Regions from separate parts of the Mus musculus genome. Here region 2 is linked to region 1. Evidence: chromatin contacts called from public Hi-C data. All regions are on one chromosome and are shown on one strand. Each heading gives the region's core, a stretch centred on a gene start, on an enhancer-like site or on the middle of the called end of the contact. The rest is flanking DNA. Distances are from core to core; before and after follow the strand shown.

Region 1 (3,671 bases), core at 913-3,412:
ACATATACTCATGCATCCAGACAAATGCACACATACACACCTCTCCTTTTAAGAAATAGGAAAAAAGCAAAAAACAAAAACAAAAACAAAAAAAAAACCAAACAAACCAACAAACCAAAACCCAGGCAATGTTGAAGATTCGGCTCTCCCAGCAGTTTCAGGTGACCATCCCTGCTGTGGACAGTGAGCAGCAGGACTTTGGGGCTGGAGGATGTGTGCACACACATAGGTGTTGTAAGTCAGAGCCCAGGATCCACAGTGCAAGCTACTTCCAAAGTAAGAAGTTCTTGCCACCTGCTCCGTTTTCTTCTTTACAACTCGAAACAAGAACAGGGTTGCTTCTCAGAAGCAGTTGTGATGTAGCTATCATGTTATAAAATTCCTGTTTACTCACTGGAGAAGTTCTGAAAATGTTAGGCTGTATTCTGGGACAGCAGCGTTACATACTGATATCCAGGTGCTTCCATACGGTAGTCACACACTTGGATTTCCACCCAGCTTCTGCAAATATGTCTCCAGGGGACTTCCTTCCTCACTGGCATAGGTAATCAATGTGCTTATCCAAAAGGCTAAAAGGCAATAGACAAACCCAGTGTCATCAATAAAATCCCTTTTGAAAAAAGGCATACTTCAGGGCTGAAGAGATGGCTCAGCAGTTAGGAGCACCGACTGCACTTTCAGAGTCCTAAGTTCAGTTCCCAGCAACCACAATGATGGTGCCGCACAATGGCATCTGATTGCATCTTCTGATGTTCATGAACACACACACACACACACACACACACACACACACACACACACACACAAAGTAATAAATAAAATAAATCTTTTAAAAAGGTGGGCATTCCCCCCTTGAGCCCTTAGTTAAAACAGTATACAAAACTTCCCAGCACATGGTTTTTGTTGCATCTTTTTGTTAATTGAAGGCATGGGAGATTGCAGACTACATTCACATAATTTCTATCAGGTAAGTTATCCATGGGGAGGCTTAACATGGATGAATGAATCATGTTTTAAAAGGGAAGTATATTATTAAGTCACTCATTCATTGAGCCCTCCTTTCTGTGTTATGGAACTTGGGATGCCCAAGTGTCACATGCACACACACTTGTATTGCCTGACAAGAACCAGAGTATAGGACAAGACTCACATATGTATGTCATTGTATTAGATGGCTTTACCCTGGAAGGCTGAACAAACATCTCACACAGGGCTTACCTCAGCTTTCAGTGATAAACAGGGCACTTGTATTGGTTGCATCATTTTAAAGATGGGGACGCTGGGAGTGAAAGCTAAGGAAGTGCCCTGCCACTGATTTGATTTGCCTGCCTACTGGCTGCACTTCTGACCCTTCTATCTGAGAAAGGAAAAAGAGAGACCAAAGGTCTCTTGGCCTTCTGTCTGCTGACCACTGCGACCCCTGGCCTTTCTTTGTCCCCCAATGATTTTATTTTATTTACATGTGGATGCACGCAGAAGCCAGAAGAGGGTATTTGATCCCAGGAGCTGGAGTTACAGGTGGTTTGAACCATCTATTGTGGATGCTGGACACTAAACTCAGGTCCTCTGAAAGAGCATCGAGTGCTCCTAATTTCTGAGTCCTTTAGCCCTGTGGAGTTTTCCTTCGTTCTCCAGCTGTAGCTGTTCAGTCTTTACCAACTGAGATCTGCCCAGATTCACTTTATGGAAATGTGCGAACCTAGAATAAGTTGCAAGGAATTACACGATGAGCCCATGGCACCCACTGCCTGCTGGGTGGTGAGCAAGATGGGCAGGCCATTCCCACCATCATCTAATTTCCTCCCTGTGGAAACGTTCTTCTGTGCTTCCTTGGATCTGGTGGTACACCTGTGTTATACTGAGCATGCTCATAAGCTCAGCTCTCGCATCTCTTCAAGCAAGTAGCAAGGAAGAGGGTCCTCCCTTGTCAATCAAAACCAGATTACTAGGAAACAGGGAAGGTTTCTTCCCTTTTCTCCAACTCAACTTTTTCTGAGCATGGGAAGAGTCAAGTTGACAAAATTAGTCTAAAATCCCAATCATTAAAAACAGCATTCTTAAACAAACAAAGCATTATGCACCCCCTTGACAGCTTCCATTTGTCTGCCTGATCTGGCTGGCGTGGGAAGAGCAGGAGTGTGTGATTTGTGAGTCTTGCCAGCAGAGGGCAGAGTTTACTGCTGAGACCCTGGTTTTTAGGGTTGTGCAGAATCGCAGCAAGACTGGGACAAGCAGAAGCTCGTCGAAAAACAACTCCTGTGTCAGCGGAGATGTTCATCACACTGGGGAGAAGCTGCAGCAGCCCCCCTTTACACAGCAAGGCATCCCTGTCTGGCCCTATCTGATTCTGTCCATAACCTCCGGGGTCTCTATGGAACTCTTCTGCAGCTGCTCAATGGTATCTGATTACATCACCACAAACAGACTTTGTGCAGAGGCCTGTGATCCTGCCCACGTTCATAGCATGCCCTGAGCCGTGTTGCTCCCATAGGGGACCCTCACAAGTGACACCCAGCACTCTTTTCCTGAATGGTGAAAGGGCTCTGGGCATCTCCCAGCCTTAGGACATCCATGCATGGCTGAATTGGGTTGTTACTTTGGAGTTACTCTAGCAGTAGGGTTTGCAGTGGTCTTCAAGCGGATGATTCTCCCCCAGCATGAGGGATCTTCATCTACAAGTGTAGGATTTGTCTTTGGGTATGGGTAAGGTTTTCTAAACACTGGTGAGTCCGCTGTGAATCTAATAGTAGGAGCCTGTGCTATATACAGCACAGGTGCAAGCGTCCTGAGGTGCTTGTCTGAGCACCACAAGGCAAGGAGCTGCAGTGCCTGGCCTTCATATTCATGGTCTGATCAGAGTCCCCTGTAGCTATCCTGATCTGCAACAGCTGAAATGGGGCTGCCTGCTTGCACAGGGCAACCACGGGGTCAAGTACAGTGGTGTTTTGCATGATTTTTACTGTGTGGGGTGTGCACTGTTGCATGTTTTAATTATGTAGCTAGGGTAAGGCTAGAAATGTAACAGACCAAGACTGAGCAAGGCAATGGAGAACAAATGGCTTCTGCCAATAGGGCATCAATCACAAGGTGAGGCCCTGGTAACTTTTTACATTATTGTTTTAATTTTTATTTCATATGCATGAATGTTTTGCCTGCATGTCTGATACCCGTGAAAGCCAGAAGAGGGCATCAGATCCCCTGGAACTGGAGTTACAAACTATTGTGAGCTTCCTTCCATGTGAGTGTGGAACTTGAACCTGGGTTCTTGAGAAAAGCATCCAGTGTTCTTGACTGCTGAGCCATCTCTCCAGTCCTGTGGCCTTGGTAATTGTGATCTGTACTCTGCACTGGGTGAAGAAAGAGTACTCAGCCTAATGAATGGACAGACAGACATACAGCTTACATAGCTCCTACTACAGTATGATTTTAACGATTTCCAAGTATAGACTCCTGTAGCTGTCATTCCTGTCTGTGAGGTGATATTTATAGCACCTATCTCAAGCTTCAGGGAACATAGGGAAAGACAGGCTAGGTCTCTGAAAATGCCAACTTGTACCTGGAAATTAGCATAAGACTGAAGAGTTTTCACAAATCAGTGGGAACAGCATTTATCCACCTGTGTGAAGAGCAGAAAATCAGCTTCCTTTATCTGACTCTAGGAACTAAAGACT
Region 2 (3,533 bases), core at 745-3,244, 380 kb after region 1:
GTACTGACTCTCAGGAGCCAGGAACATCGTGGTGCTATATGAGAGATCACATATACCATTCTTTAAAATGTGAGTCACGTACAGATAGATGTTCATCTAGCCTGGAGAGTTTAGGCAGTGTTCAGGGCGCAGGTAAAAGGAATGGGAGTATTTAAACAGGAAGATACAGAAGACAGCCAAGGCCACGGGAGCATGGTTTTAACAATGTGCTGAACTGGGCCATCCAAGTGTCCAGGCAGCATCAATAGGTAGCCGACTATGGATATTCAGGCAGCAATAGTAGATGGCAGAATCTTCTTCCTAATAGGGTATGGGCTGCTGCTGTACAGAGGAAGGCAAGGAGGAGTCCCTTGCTAATCAGATAAAAATCAAACCCAAAGAAACTTTCACATGAGTTGTATTTGATGTCTCAAGAATTCTGGAGCATTTTATTTTGCTCTTATTCTACTTTTGCTGTTCTAAGCAGAGTTGTCTGTTAACAAAGAAAGTCTTTGGCATGTTATACACCTTTTGCCCTGAGCAGTGGGCCACTGTAAGAAAATCACCTGCTTCTGCTGGGGTTTGACATAGGCCTACTAGTCACCCCAAACTTGGGAAGTCTAACAAGTTTTTTCTCTGCTGAGCAGCAGACTGTATTTTCTCACCTGCCTTGTCTCCCTTCTGTGGCTCTCCCTTATTTTCTCATGGAAGTGTGCTTCAAGTGGCCATACTACATATTACTGACTTAAGTAGGCATTGCAGGCCCTAAAATCCTAAGGAAACTTAGCACCATCTCTACAATTACAGAATAGAACAAAACTTCTCAAATGGAGAGGTCCGTGGCCTACACTTGATATTTAACTCTTTTCAGCTAAATTATTATTGGCTTATAAACTGGAATTCTAACTCTTCTCAGATAAAGAATCAGAGAATAGCCGTGAACAGAACCCCAGCTTCATCCTTATACACCATCCTGGTGGTTCTGCAGGGCTGTCTCAGGAGAGTTGGCCGAGGTGGCATGTTGTTAGATTTTAGGAATGAAAATGAGAAGTGGCAGGTTCAAGAGGAGGCACTGAGAGTCGTTAGGGGAGAATTAACAGTGTGCACAGTGCTGTGGAGTTCTGAAGACAGAGAGGAGGAGGAGAGAGAGAAGGAGAGAAACAGAGAACCTTCCACTCAAAGAGATAGCAAGAGTTCCTGCTTTTGAAGGGTCCTGAGGGCGGGGGTGTTCTTACCATGAAGTTGTAGCATAGTCAGGTGAACTCTGACTCCCAGGTAGTAGGAGAAACAAGGGCTTGTGTGTCAGTGACAGGGTCCCAGCAGATGTTGTGTCCACTTCTGGCAGCAGGTTGGAGGGCAGCAAGGCCTCAGGCATGCGGCTATGTCCACGAGGCTCTGGCATCTGTTATCTGACTTCTGCCATGTGCACACTCATTCTGCGCCCCTTTATTCGTGAGACTAGTGCAAGGCTTGTGTGTCATTTAAGTTGCGCCAGACAGTTAGGAGGAAGCCTGGAAACACCTATGTACATTTGGAGCTGCTCTGGGGAAGTTTTGACTAGTAAACAGCCTGAAGGTTCAGTGACTTACAGTAACACAGATACCTGGAACTCAGGCATCACTGAGGTGAGTGCAAGGACAACAGTGAATTAAGATGTAGTCCTTAAAGCAACAGCTCCAGAGGCACTGGGGCAATATGAAAAGGATTCATGATGCTCTATAAACTCCATGGAAGAGTCCAGCAGGATGCTCACACATCAGTGAGTAGTGGAGGATGCATCACTGTATCAAAGGGCCAGGAATTAAGTGTGAACCATGCAACAGCTCATCTTGCTTGCTGGCAGAACTCTGCATTGTTTCCTAAGGCAATTTGCACAGATGCTGACTCATGGTGTTTATTCAATAATTTTAGTCTGGTTCATAAAATTTGAACCTAGTGTTCCAAAGAGATGAGATATTGCTGCCCTCCTACGATGAATATGAAGAGCTGTATGGATGCCTGGATGTTCTTGGAAGGGAAGGCTGGCTGCCAAGAAGGCATCTGTGCCATGGTTCTGCCACTATGCCTTGCTCCCCTGCTAACTTAACTTGAGCTATTTATTTTAGTGGCCATAATAACATTTAAATAATAAAAAAAAACATTTTGTTTCTCTTAACTTACATTGCCTTACATCACTATTAGACATCAAATTTTGATATTATCTTCATCTCTGCAAATTAAGTAGTCCTTACTTTTCACAAGAAGGGCATAATTAGGCAACTGCTTGGAGACCGGAGCAGCCACAGCCTGCGGAGGAACTGCAAAATTCCTGGGAATCAGAACATGAGGTCCCCTCTCTTTCTGTTTCCTTCCTCCAGTGAGCCGCTGGAGTAATTGCCACTTGCTGCACTTTAATTAATTTCTACCCAGGGCTTCATGAACTGCTGTCCACTCTGCCCAGCTAGGTGACAAGTTTGGGGAAACTGAGTCCTTGCCCTTAGCCTCTTACCCATTTGTTCCTGAGTCCAGGGTTCAGCTACCTGGGAACAATGGAAATTCTGTTGGGCATCATCACTGATGAATGGGAAATGGCTCCACCTCAGGTCAAGGACCCTGATTAGCTTCAGCTGCTCCTACCCACAGCTCTCCGTGCCCTTGGCCTACATGTGATGAGCATGTGGTAACATTGACAGACCAGTTCAGCCTTCAGGGAATCTCTGATCTGAGGCTCAGTCTGGTTTAGCATGGGAGTAAACCCTAGAAGGGAAAATGACCTGTCTTTGTTATCATATGGAAACTGGCAGCTTGTGCTGTCCCTCAAATATTTTGCTTGGCTAAGGACTGATTTATTTCAGCTTGAAATCCAGATTTCTGGCATTTTCTGAAAAAAATAGGATGATCTGGTACCCATGGTTCATTTTCTCACAGAAAGCGAAACCTGGCAGGCACTAGTGGCTGCCCCTCAGATGGGATTGGGGCTGGCCAGCCCTACAATGCTCCCACTCCTGATCCTATTCAGCCAGCTCAAGTTTATGGTAGCTCTTCCCCCCTCAGTTAAGATAATCTTTACAAACATCCCCTCAGGCCAGCCTAATATTGACAAACCTTCCCTGAGACTCTGAAGGTTGACAGTTTAAACTAACCACCACACCAGGCCACCTCAGGACAAAGGACACCACAAGGTTATTGGGGTGAAGGGCTAGTAGTTTGTCATACTCTAAACTTTGCCTACAGTGTGACAAGAAGGGCACCTAAACACTGCACACAATAGCCTCACCTAGCTGAAATTCTTAGGAACCACAGAAGCCAAAATACACGATTCTGTTATATTACTGTCTTATTCCAGGTTGCTATTGCTGTGATGACACACCATGACCAAAGAAATTTGGGGTTGAGAGTATTTATTTGGCTTACACTTCCACAGCACTGTTCATCCTGAAGGAGGTCAGGGCAGGAACTCATTCAGGCCAGGAATGATGCAGAGACCATGGAGGGACGCTTACTGGCTTGTTCAATCTGCTTTCTTATAGAAGACCACCAACCCAGGGGTGGAACTACCCACGATGGGCTGGACC

Evidence for each region. Hi-C and Micro-C count contacts between places; a contact is called where the count stands out from the background.
Region 2: a Hi-C map of cortical neurons shows a contact between it and region 1, with 1.9 times the contacts expected there. The contact joins two enhancer-like sites. A contact is called at or near these places in 4 of 484 Hi-C or Micro-C datasets (cerebral cortex, cortical neurons and embryonic stem cells), 4 of 115 datasets of contacts at active chromatin or transcription factors (embryonic stem cells and stem cell-derived neural progenitor cells) and 1 of 9 other capture datasets (embryonic stem cells).

Annotation. Positions count from the first base shown.
Region 1 is chr5:27,073,044-27,076,714 of GRCm38.p6, forward strand. All of the region lies in intron 1 of Dpp6 (dipeptidylpeptidase 6), which reads left to right. Among named protein-coding and RNA genes, the nearest start is that of Dpp6, 26 kb to the left of the region's middle. Within about 2 kb of position 2,163, at least 14 of the 459 cell types and tissues checked have an H3K27ac peak or open chromatin away from gene starts, as enhancers often do. A contact at or near this core is called in cortical neurons, where this site is marked.
Region 2 is chr5:27,455,252-27,458,784 of GRCm38.p6, forward strand. All of the region lies in intron 4 of Dpp6 (dipeptidylpeptidase 6), which reads left to right. Among named protein-coding and RNA genes, the nearest start is that of Gm52769, 43 kb to the right of the region's middle. Within about 2 kb of position 1,995, at least 9 of the 459 cell types and tissues checked have an H3K27ac peak or open chromatin away from gene starts, as enhancers often do. A contact at or near this core is called in cortical neurons, where this site is marked.